Linked DNA regions of Mus musculus: region 2 is linked to region 1. The links are chromatin contacts, called in public Hi-C maps. All regions are on one chromosome and are shown on one strand. The core of a region is the stretch at or near the end of the contact, and the rest is flanking DNA. Distances in the headings are between cores, read along the strand shown. Region 1 overlaps Hace1 (HECT domain and ankyrin repeat containing, E3 ubiquitin protein ligase 1). Region 2 has its middle 180 kb from the start of Gm35430.

What was found. A called contact is a pair of places that touch in the nucleus more often than the background predicts.
Region 2: a contact with region 1 is called in a Hi-C map of cortical neurons. The contact joins two enhancer-like sites. A contact is called at or near these places in 3 of 484 Hi-C or Micro-C datasets (all in cortical neurons).

The regions. Positions count from the first base shown.
Region 1 is chr10:45,675,576-45,681,895 of GRCm38.p6, reverse strand. It overlaps Hace1 (HECT domain and ankyrin repeat containing, E3 ubiquitin protein ligase 1), which reads right to left. Exons shown (of 24, transcript NM_172473.3): 18 at 5,366-5,515; 19 at 4,633-4,829. Among named protein-coding and RNA genes, the nearest start is that of Hace1, 100 kb to the right of the region's middle. Within about 2 kb of position 4,890, at least 4 of the 459 cell types and tissues checked have an H3K27ac peak or open chromatin away from gene starts, as enhancers often do. A contact at or near this core is called in cortical neurons, where this site is marked.
Region 2 is chr10:46,044,552-46,050,412 of GRCm38.p6, reverse strand. No RefSeq gene overlaps it. Among named protein-coding and RNA genes, the nearest start is that of Gm35430, 180 kb to the left of the region's middle. Within about 2 kb of position 4,497, at least 21 of the 459 cell types and tissues checked have an H3K27ac peak or open chromatin away from gene starts, as enhancers often do. A contact at or near this core is called in cortical neurons, where this site is marked.

The sequences.
Region 1 (6,320 bases), core at 3,641-6,140:
CAGTATGAACTAAAGCAGTAACGTGATGCGAGGTGGACAAGCCTACAATTCAGAGGGCTCAGAGGGCAAAGGCACTTGCAGCACAAACCAGACATCCCTGAGAACCACACAGAGCGTAAGGAGAGAACCAACTCTGCAAAGCTGTCCTCTGACCTCCACAGACGCACCATGGAAGGTACACATTCCTACACACACATCACATAAGCAATAATAATGGTAAATTTAATTTTTTAAATCATTAAGCTCATATAGATTTAAAAATACAAGTAGTTTATTATTTTCATGTCTTTACTAATTTGACTTATAGATTAACAGGACTTGAGTCATTATATTTTTAAAAATTAAAGTTCTTCTTCAATATCATTCCTGTTGCACACAGGATGATGGCCACTGAACCAGAACTTAGGAGGCTTAGACTTTGGTACCAGTTTGCCATTCATTCCCCACCTACCCACCCACCAAGGAAACCAAATCGTCAATATATGGAAAAATCAGTGCCGCCCGGGTCAGTGACCAGGGTCACCAGACCAAATGGGAGGTCAGCCAGTATATGATGAGGGGCTGGAAAGTGGCTGTTCTGGGGTCAGGGAGAAGGGAAGATGTTGCTGAGGACTGCCCCCATCCCACACTATCAGGGTCCAAGGCTGTAGTCAGCAACGAATGCACAATGAAGTACATAGCACGGGTGGTGTCCAGGCCAGGGCCACAGAATAGGCATCAAGGCTGAAGAGCAGCCCTGGGAGCACACTGAGGATCACCCCCACCCACCTGTTACCACTGTAGGTCAAGAGGTGGAAGGTACTCAGTTCACTGCCTACAGTGGCCAGGTACAGGCCCAGAAGCAGGGCCACACCTCCCTTGACAGCCACATCAGAACCTTTTCTGAATGTCCAGAGTCATCCCAGCCAGCAGCACATACATGATGAAAGCCCTGGTGGGGCTGGGGTCTGTGGGCTCCATATCCCGGAGAGGTAAGCCATGGCTACGGCATTCACTTGCCCTAATGGCCAGCTGCCTTGAATTGTGGGTACGAGCACTACTGAAACAGCTGCTTCTCTCACCCGGCACTGACCAGAGTTACCCAATCGCCCACCATGTCCCAGAGTTGGCCGACTGCAGCCACCATGTTCATGGCATCACACTCTGATCACCATTCATTCTTTAGGCATCCATGTCTTGTATATAAATCCACATGGAAGATAAAAATAAGTACAACCTCAGCTCCCCATTCTATTACCTATAACTGAACATGATCTTTCTATGTAAGTAAAATACATAAAGCTTAAAGTTTTCAATTCATAATTATGTGAAACTAAGGACATACTTTTTAGACTACAATCCCCTCCAAAATCATTTTGAATGATTTTCACTTAGCAAAAACGTTAATAACAATTCTCTATCGTAGAATCCTGAAGACAATGAGTTTTAAAATGTGGCCATAATTGACAAATAAAGAGTTCAATGCAAGGAACTGGATACTTCCCTTCAAGTTATGGTCAAATATGCCCTTGAGATGTGTTTTCAATACAGGCTATGGTAATTGCTCTTGGTTTTACCTAAGGCCCGAGCTGAAGATGCTATACACATTGATCACAGGACACAGCGAAATCAAGTTTATGCTGACTCCCTCTTGCTGGTTAGCTTTTACAAAACTAGAAGGTGCTAAGTAGAAGGTGTTCCTGGGGGATAAGAGTCATTCAGTGTTTCTCAACTGTGAACCTTGCTGCAAACTGTAATAATACCAGCATGACAAGATCTGCTCACAGGTGCAATACTAGGACAGATGTCATGGGGGCAACCAACCAGTTTCTGCTTGCAATTAATGTCCACTCCACAGAAGGAAACACACGCCTGGTTTCTGTAAATCTGGCAGAGTCCATCACTGGGGAGCTCACAGGCCCCACGAATGAACCTATTACATTATTTTGCGAAATGGGTACAGTATCAAACTTCCCTCTAACTTCCACATCACTCTCTACCCATAGACTAGTGCAGCTCTGACGCCTCATCAGAGAAGTCTTTGTTCAGGGGCTGGTGTTTAACATGGAACTTCATAATGGTGAAGGTGCTCAGCTAGTGGAAGTGGAGTGCTCAGCCATAAAATGGGACATCTACATCACACCCCTTCCTAAGGTGCAGAATCACAGGAGGCAGAAAGATTGTAAGAGCCATAGGGCAGGTATAATCAAATCGAACCCATTTCCTAAGGATATGACAGGACCACTATACTCATGAATTCACAGCAGTTGTATCTGCCTGCAGAAGACCTATATAAGACCAAGCCAACCAATGTTCTAATACAGATGAAAATGGGCTTATGAGCCACCACCCAACTGAGGAGCTATTGTAGCTTGATGGCTTTGGGGGCTGGGAGTGAGGTGGGAGCAATCAGTCTTCTGTAAGGATACGGCTCCTGATGGGTGGGCCGCACTCCACTAGATGGCCCTACACCCTGAAGTAAAGGACTAAATAGATGGCAAAATTGATCTCAGTGAACTATTTAAAAAACAAGAGGGGGCAAAAACCTGAGGATCTGGAAGGAATAGAGTGAGAAAATATGATCAAAATATGCCACATGAAATTCTCGAAGAATAAAGGTACTTTTTAAAAATGTGACCATGTCTTTGAGCCTTTTACAAATATTACACATTTTAATAAATCTATAGTCTGTAACATTTTTAATATGTACAGCAATGTAAAATATTAAATGTCATTGATTTTTAAGTCAACTTTAAAACAAATACCACAAATATATAACATAATAATAAAAACAAATCATATATGTGTGTATTATATACATAGGAAATCAAGAGGTAGGATTTACTGGAACATAAAAGCACATACAAAGTTTTAACACTGAGATTTCTTTTCTGTGTTAAGACTCTCTAACCTGGTGCGGAGAAGCTGATTCAGGGAGTAACGTGTTTGATACATCAGCTTCAGATCTCTGGAACCCACGTGAAGGGCAAGAACAGAGGTGTGCCTCTGTAACCCCAGCCTTTGAGGTGACACACATAGATGACTCCCCGGGAATCACTGGCCAGGCAGTGTAGAACAAAATGATGTTCATGAGAGATACTGCCTGCCTCTCATGGAAAAATAAGGCAGAACAAGCAAAACCAGGATTGAGTCAATGACTCAAGAGACACAGGAAGGATCTCGTTGAAGATCTCCCCTGTGTCACTGCGGGCCTGTCTGTAGGTGTCTGTAAATATGAGTGAGTAAATGCCCCTCCACAGAGCTTTGCACTTACTTCACACATTCCCTGGCCACTCACTCTCTCACTTAGCAAGGTATTCTAGAAAGCATGTCACACAGCAACTGCAGTATGTAACCTGCTTCTCAGACCACACCCACTTCTGTGGAGAACTTTTACATACACCTGCACCTATACACGTGTCCCCAGAGGATAAGTTTCTAAGACAACTGTCACACTAAAGTATGTAGTTACACTAAGTGTCAATAAATACTGCTAAAATGCCCCTACCCATAAAGGTCAAGAAACAACTGAGAAAAATAACCCATTGCCAATACCTGGCTTCCATGTGCATCCACACTGGAGACACGCCTACTCACATACATGCAGATATCACATACATACAAATAAAAAAATTTTGAATAACTTTTTTTTAATTAGGTATTTTCCTCATTTACATTTCCAATGCTATCCCAAAAGTCCCCCATACCCTCCCCCCTACTCCCCTATCCACCCACTCCCACTTTTTGGCTCTAGCGTTCCCCTGTACTGGGGCATATAAAGTTTGCAAGTCCAATGGGCCTCTCTTTCCAGTGATGGCCGGCTAGGCTATCTTTTGATACATATGCAGCTAGAGACAAGAGCTCCGGGGTACTGGTTAGTTCATAATGTTGTTCCACCTATAGGGTTGCAGATCCCTTTAGCTCCTTGGGTAATTTCTCTAGCTCCTCCATTGGGGGGGCCCGTGATCCATCCAATAGCTGACTGTGAGCATCCACTTCTGTGTTTGCTAGGCCCCGGCCTAGTCTCACAAGAGACAGCTATATCTGGGTCCTTTCAGCAAACGCTTGCTAGTGTATACAATGGTGTCAGCGTTTGGAGGCTAATTATGGGATGGATCCCTGGATATGGCAGTCTCTAGATGGTCCATCCTTTCGTCTCAGCTCCAAAATTTGTCTCTGTAACTCCTTTCATGGGTGTTTTGTTCCCAATTCTAAGAAGGGGCAAAGTGTCCACACTTTGGTCTTCATTCTTCTTGAGTTTCATGTGTTTTGCAAATGGTAACTTATATCTTGGGTATCCTAAGTTTCTGGTGAATATCTAACTTTTAAACTATACAATACTGAGTAACTAAGTGATGATAACACCATCACTTAGTATACATTTCCAATCAACTTTTTCAAAATGCAAATGCTTAACTAATACAATCAGCTAAACAGTAGTCTAAATTATGTAAATAACCAACACATCATAGTACTAAACTAAAATGATTCTTTCTAACTCAAGTCTTAAATATGCTAGTTTGCTTAACTTAAGTACTTTCATCTACTTGCAAATGACAAAGTAAGTTTTTCTAGCAAATGCTGGAATAATTTAGAGAAACTGGCATCAGGGCCATTATGAAGAATGACTAAGGCAAAAATCTGGATACTTACTTTGTTATTTTGTGTCACAAGAATACTTCCACCCCCAGGCTTTAAAGGCACCTCTTCCATAGCTCCAAATACATCAGTCTCAACAGAAAAAGTCAATTCTAGACCCAAGTCACTAATATCATTATCTAAAATCCATTGCAAATTTTTGGCATATTCAGGATCAATAGATGCTACATCTTGGTAATTTACAGGAATACCTAAAAAGAAAATTGAAAAGACAGCAGTTACAATATAGGCACTTCTGACTTCCCTTTACTGATTTAATGGTGAAATGCTGCCCTCTACAGATACTCTGAAAAACCACAAAATATAATCAAATTTGCAGCATGTTTAAAATGGATGCTAATTTCTAAATTTAGAAGTCCATTAAATTAAGCTGCTGTTCCTTCTTCATCTTTACAATGCTGTCTTTCTTTGAAACAGCTATTTAGGAAGCTGTTATAAGCTTCAGAATTGCCAATTACTTTAGGTATATGCATAAAAAAATGGATGCTTTGTATAAACACATACACACTAAAATGGAAATGCAAAAAAAAAAAAGTGATTTTAAAAAAAGGTAGAGCATTTTTCTCTCCCTCTAGCCCCCAGATACTTTAGGAACACAGATGGTCTCTTATCAGAGCAGTAATTATTTCAACAGAAATGGCAAAACTGGCACTTATCCAATCCATTCTCTCTAAAAGCTGCAAGGAAAGCAATGTAAATGTCTTCAGAAGTGAGGGTACATCCATACCGAGAATGTGCTTGTAGAATGATCGTGTGAAGTAAATATTGACCAGCTGCCTGTGGTTCAAAGCTAACCCCAAGATCTGTCCAGCAAACCGGAAATAGTTCAAGTGATCAGGATTGACATAGGAGTTGCTGTTGGGCTGGAAAGTTGTTCCTATTGAAATAAATAGAGGACAGTAAGATCTATATGCAGAAAAGAACATTCCAATGCAGGTAACTTTATTCACATGTAACTCACTCAGCATGGCTATGGTTACATTATGCAGACTACAGCATGCAGTTCTTTGCATAATCTACAGAAAGACAGTAGAATTGGAAGTATAAAAGATGATCATCAGTTCACACTTGAGAGGAAGTCATAAAATACTTCTGACTGACACCAAAGAGTCCCTGGTAAACACAATAAAAGATCATACACATATGCAAACATTTTTCTAGGAACTGTGGCAGTAACTACTCAGCTATAAATCTGACAGACACTGCTTCATTCATCTGTACATGCCCAGTACTCACTAGATGTTGCATATTAAGATACACAAACTATGAAAAGAACCATTCTTAAGTAATTTGATTACTGAATGTGATGCCTATTAATACCAATTAATGACTGGGAACTCTGCCCACCTAACTCATCCTACTCTCAAAAGGCAAATAATCAAGTTTAAACAACTACCAATGATGTGAAAGTGACAACAGCAACCATATGATCACTCAAACCTATGTAGTAGCGTGATACAGTCCATCTTTATGAACTATATGGAATAGACAAATTTAGAATAGAGGCGCAATAAATTAGTGGTAGAGGAAGCTGAATCTAAGGTACAGAGTTTCTCCTCAGGCTGGTGGGACAGCCCCAGAATTAGACTTGGTGATGACTGCAGAGCATAGCAAAAGGACTTAATGCTAACAAACGATCTACTTTCAAATGTCTTCAGTGGTGAATTTTATATTTTACCAAA
Region 2 (5,861 bases), core at 3,248-5,747, 370 kb before region 1:
ACCATCATTTGTTTGGGCTTCTCTCCATCTCTGCCACACACACACACACACACACACACACACACACACACACACAAAGGAACAGAAAATGAATTGGTCATCTTATACAAAGTTACCCTAAGAAGAAGGGATGCTGCAAAGGTGCTACTGGCTAAGTGTAGGGATATGAAAAGGCTGTAAGCCATAGACTAGAGCAACCAAATAGACACTGTAAAATGAGAATGGACAGTGGTGTCCAGCAAGAGTTTAGCTAGAAGAAATATTTTTCAGACAAATGATCTGGCAGAAGGAATAGAAAACCCTGGTCAGAATGTAAGATATGTTCCTGAGTATACAATGAAGTTGGTACATAAGCAGAATAGAAGGAGGGGAGGGAAACAGATAGATAAGGGAAATGAAGAATAAAGGAGATGTTGAACACTCAAGTTTGGATCATAATACTTGTAAGGCTAATTAGGAGACATTTTAGAGAGAAAGTGAAGCCAGAACCATCTTGAAATGACCCATGAGGTTGTATAACTGGTGGTCCCATGAAACAAGATGAAGAGGGAAAAATGCCAGGATAAGAGGCTTCATCTTCTGGTTTTAACCACTGTGCAAGATCGTCTGTCCCACTACAGTACCACAGGTAGCCAATGAACTATTCTATAAGGTGGCAAATACATTATTTTTGCCCATCAGCACCATCAATATCGATTGCCACAACCCAATCAATCTGGCTGCAACTCAAATCGATTCTTCAAAGGACTGAGAGGAATGGATAGGCCATGCAAATGGGCATGCATCTCACATCCTCATCATGCCCTATTCTGCCTACAGAGGTATTGGGCCAGTAGAAGACAAAACAAAGGTTACCTCCTCATTCATTTTGAACAGTGTTGAATAATCACATTTACATTATGAGTTTTGACAAGTTCTCAAATAGTTTTGACGTGAAAATTAAGAACCAGATTGTTTCAATTCCTCTGATATCAAACCAGCATTGGAGTATCCCCTTGATTCACTTTATTGAACAAAGTTTGTAATGTGGATGACAATGAGACGACAGGAAGAGAAGAAAAACAGCACAGTCGTTGTGCACATTTCTCAAACCCTGCTCCAGCCCTGTTTGAGAGGAGAGAACAATGCATTTGGGCACACCCGTGTTCTGGGTGCTGCTCAAATTTGTAATTGAGACTTTTGCATCTCAGATTGGCCTTGATATATGCACTATAATATCTCTAATTTAAGACAGCTTAATAACTTTCCCAAAGTAATACCTCAAATAGATGAGAGCTGGCAATTAGAACCTTAGGTTTGATATAGTGTGGGTTTTACTGTAAACATGAACAGGCCTACCAAAACAGCCACATAGATAATCAATTCCTATTGCAAATGACACAACTCCTAGACAAGTGCTCAACAACCTTATTTCATACATTAAGAGCAAGTTTGAAATCAGCAGCAAAGATTTCTCCTTGGCAAGCTATTATATTATGTCGAATTAAATGACTATTTTTTAATCCTGGTGTAAAGCACAAGGAAACAAATCTCCACTTTATCAGTTCAATCGGCAAAGCATACCTGAATTTCCCAAACGTCAGGAAATGTGCCGTGGATGAAGCAGAACAATATGTAGCCATCTGCTTAAGAAAGCAAATCTCAAGAGGAAGGAGCTGGCCAGCCTGTGGTCTATAAGAACATTTCTCTATGCATCTGCATAGACAAGCTGGACTCAAAAACTGCAGCAGACCCCAGCGTATCTGAACAATAATGTAAACATCCATGGCAGCCCCTGCTTCATGTGTTGCATGGCTCCAAATTACAATTACTTAAGGCAAACACTCAGTAAAGCTTACCTGGTCGATATAGAGTTTGACTGCTCATCCAAATTGCATTAAGGAAAGAGGTGCCAGACCCAAAATAAATATATACAGTGCTTAAAGTAATGTAACTGGAGAGGTAGAACTCAGAGTCAATAGAGGAAGGGGAAAAAAGGGTTGTTTTTATTGTTTTGCTTTGTTTGTTTTTAATCTGGTATCACAGCAAAGCAGGGGAGATGTGAAAGGAGCAAAAAATAGCATTTTACCCTGCAAGCTGGAATATCTTTAGCCTGTGAAAGATCAAACACAGTAAGAATAATATTGTTATGGCAAGGGCATCACAGAGAGAAGCTCCATTTGGAACCAGCAGAAGCAAATGGAATGAGCTTAATCGGTTGCTCGAGCAGCCTTCTCCATGTTCCCTCCCCAGCACACACTCCAGGTCAAGTGGTGGATCATTTCTTTCTGAAAACTGCCTAGAAGGTGTGCCCTTTCTTTGTATTACATCTCCTCGGCACTATAAAATAAACTGTCTATGGAGTGTTTTAATTTGCTATCGTCTTTGGGAAATCATGCTAATAAGACATTTAGTGAAAAGAGTGGCCTCCCAGTAAGTAGCAATAATCTTTTATGAGTGCTGCTGTGAACACCACGAACAAATACGTTGACCTTGAAAGTTCCAGTCTTCCCGTGAGAGCAAGAACAATGACACAAATATTCATTTAGATGAATGCTTACCACGCTTGGCCTTATCATTTCCAGCTACCCACATTTCAATTTTCCTAGTTATGCTCAGAAACTATGGCTTGTGATGGAAAGCAAGAGAAGGATACTGTTGCCATGGCAGCAAAAACATTTTTTTCCTCCCTCAAAAATAGTATGTCAGAGATCAGTAAGAAAAAAATGCTAACTGCACTTGCAGAGAAAATTAAATTTAAATACAAATTCTTACAGTTTTATCAAGGGCTATTTATGTTGGGTTGGTTTTTTTTTTCTGTCTTAATGTACAAAGATGTGTAACAATGGACTTGCTAGTTAAAATACAAGTTGCTTTTCCTTGCTTTGAGCAGATTAACCAACGTGCAGAATCCAGCCTTTAAAAATCTCAAATGGAATGGTGAGGATTTGCGAATTGTTTGAAATGATACTCAAAGAAGGATTTTCAAAAGCCACTCAGCTTCACAGCTAATTTTAAAACAACAAAGAAGCAAATACTATAATGACAAACACAAAAAGCAGCCAGTGTCATCCTTTTGAATTCCTTTGCTTGTCATTCAGCCAAGATATTACCCTTTTCCAAACTGGCTGAGTAACAACGCATGCTAATGTACCAACCTGGGCTGCTTATGTCCTCTACTGCATTCCATTTTGGTGATATCACATTTGCAGCTGCAACAGTGGCTTCTTGCAAGATAAAGACCCTAAAATTTTCCAGCGATCAGTGAGCTGTTTACATTTCCTAAGGAGAGAGTACAGCTCCAATGTTGCTGTCTTAAAGCTGGGTATTGCTTTCCCGCCAAATTCAGTGATTGCGCTCTGTTAGAATTAGTTGGCTCTGCAGCTCTTGCTGCAGTCCCTGTTTGTGCTGTTCCCATCCTTGGTGTGTTTTCTCTTTTATGTACTAAGATGAATGTTGGTATCAGGGCCTGCGAGGAGCGAGTGATCTTTCTACTGCATATTCCGAAGCATGTTGATACCTCTTGTTTCTATTCGGTGACAGAAATGGAATTCAAATCTCTCTCTCTCTCTCTCTCTCTCTCTCTCTCTCTCTCTCTCTCTCTCTCCTCTCACACACATACACACACACAAATGCCCTTGAGAAAATCAGTGCAGTATATGTTCTCATGTTCTGGTTACCTATAAATTGTTAATTGTTGTATGCAAATGTACTAAAGGCAGTTTTAATTACATGGCTTATTCTGCCTATGTTCAATTTATCACTGAGTTTCTGAGATTTATTTAGAAGCAAATCAATTCCCAGTCTGTATCCTGAGGCCAGTTGATTCCATGCAGCATGTCTACCAAATAAATATCCTCTACTGAACAAAGATTGAACAAACTGGCTACTGTATTAGAGGGACCAATTATACTACTCTTTCCTGGGAGAAATAAAAAGTGTGGTCATTATAGCTCAGTTTGGCTGTGGGGTAGGTTTTCTGTCTGGTCAATGTTTCCCTTAGAATCAACACAGGGGACTCACAATCTTTTCCTTTGTGATTATAATCAAATAGATTTCAAAATGTTCTTTGGAAAATAGGCTTATTGGGTCTCTCTCAAAGCAGGACTCCTCAGTACTCAAGAAAAAAACCCACAGTCATATTTTGGTTCTCTGGGGAATAGCCACCATAAAAGGTGTTTTCCTCAAGCTAGAGTCAGTGAGGTGAAATGAAGGTGGTAGTTTGCTGTAGCAGGGAGCTTCCCAAGATAGTGCTATCAGACTTTGCCTAAAAGTGGCATGGACTGTCTCAAAAGATCACTCTGTCTTTCTACAACCATTTCCTGCTTTCTCTTTACTGTTATGATGTATAAAATTGTTGTGGGTAATTGTACTTTGGAGTGTGATTCAAAGTTTGTGTTTCAGCCAGGGCCTAAAAGCAGCTTCAGCTAGCCAGCTTTGGCCCCCTCTGCAGATGTCATCCATCAGCATGCCAATAGTGGTGCAGCATGAGAAAAGCTGGCAGCACCGCCCTTGGTCTGTGGCCGAGCCCCACTATTCACCCCGAGGACATTTAATGTCTCACGGAGCCTTAAAGAATAGATTTGACTAAACTGGGTGCTAGTTGCTAAGATACCTAAAATAGGAACAATTATTTCTGTTGGACTTCAAGGGAACGAAAATAAATGAACAAGAATGAAAAGTGCCCAGAAAATTAGTCATGCAGAAAATAATTATACAATGTTCTCTGAAACCAAAGGGCTATGTATTATCACAAGGAACAACTTGCAGGATCTCACCATCACCACGCTGTCCCTGCTTCTGTATTCAGCTATGAAAGTGACAAATCAATCTTACTTTGAAAATAATCACTTTCTAATTACCCTGAGTGACACAAATCTGTGTAGATTGCACCACATCTCAGGGCTAAGAGGATTCAAATGTTCAATCACAATCCCCAATCCCTTCCAAACTTTATCTCAGTGTTGCGTTGTGGGGAACCTGTAACAAAGATGGGACCCAAGCTGATCAGTCAGGATCCAGGTAGAAACAAACGAGAAACTCAATAGATAAAATGTGACCATCTCTGATCCAGCTTTGAGAATGTCTAACTACTGTAACCCCCAAGTCTAGATGCATTTAATACATGGGAAAACACTGACCAGTGGAGTCACATTAAGTTACTCTTATCAAGCCATGGTTTACAGCCAATTCTAAGTACATACTCACATGACCCCTCTCCACCCATACCCCTTAGACAATCCTAGCTCCCCATCCTGCTCTTCTATTTGTTTCCTTTACAACCCACATTCTCATGTTTCTTTTCTTGTGCTCCAACTCACACAGGATATCCTTGTACCCAGAATTTGTCTTTCCCAACGTAACCTGATACACTCTTATTTATCAAGGTTTACCTCAACTGTGGCTTCCTATCTATAAGCCTTCGACTTTCCTGGTTACCCTTATGTCCAGTTTAGGATGTGGGTGTTGTTTGTTGTGTTTTTGCTTTGTTTGCTTTTGTTTTAAAATATGATCTGGCTGTGTTGCCCAGGCTAGACTCAGGTACCTGTAACCCCAGATCAGCCTCCCACATAGTTAAAATGAGAGGTCTATAATGTCATGTTTATATACTTCTCATACCTCATTTGTCAGTTTTGGTTACATATAACCTATTGTTCTTTGTCTCATGAGCTTCAAGGACCTTTTTTACTCACCTGCATACCCCACAGGACAAGTCTTGTACCTGGGTTGTTGCAACTAAGATAAATTGAAAGATCTTTCTAGAAATTCAGATAGCTCTAAAACAGAAAGTAACACCAGAGCATTGCCCCATGGATTTTGAAGTTTTTGCAGTAGAAATAAAAGTATTATTTCTTTTCTATGTTATTGATGTCCAATTTTAG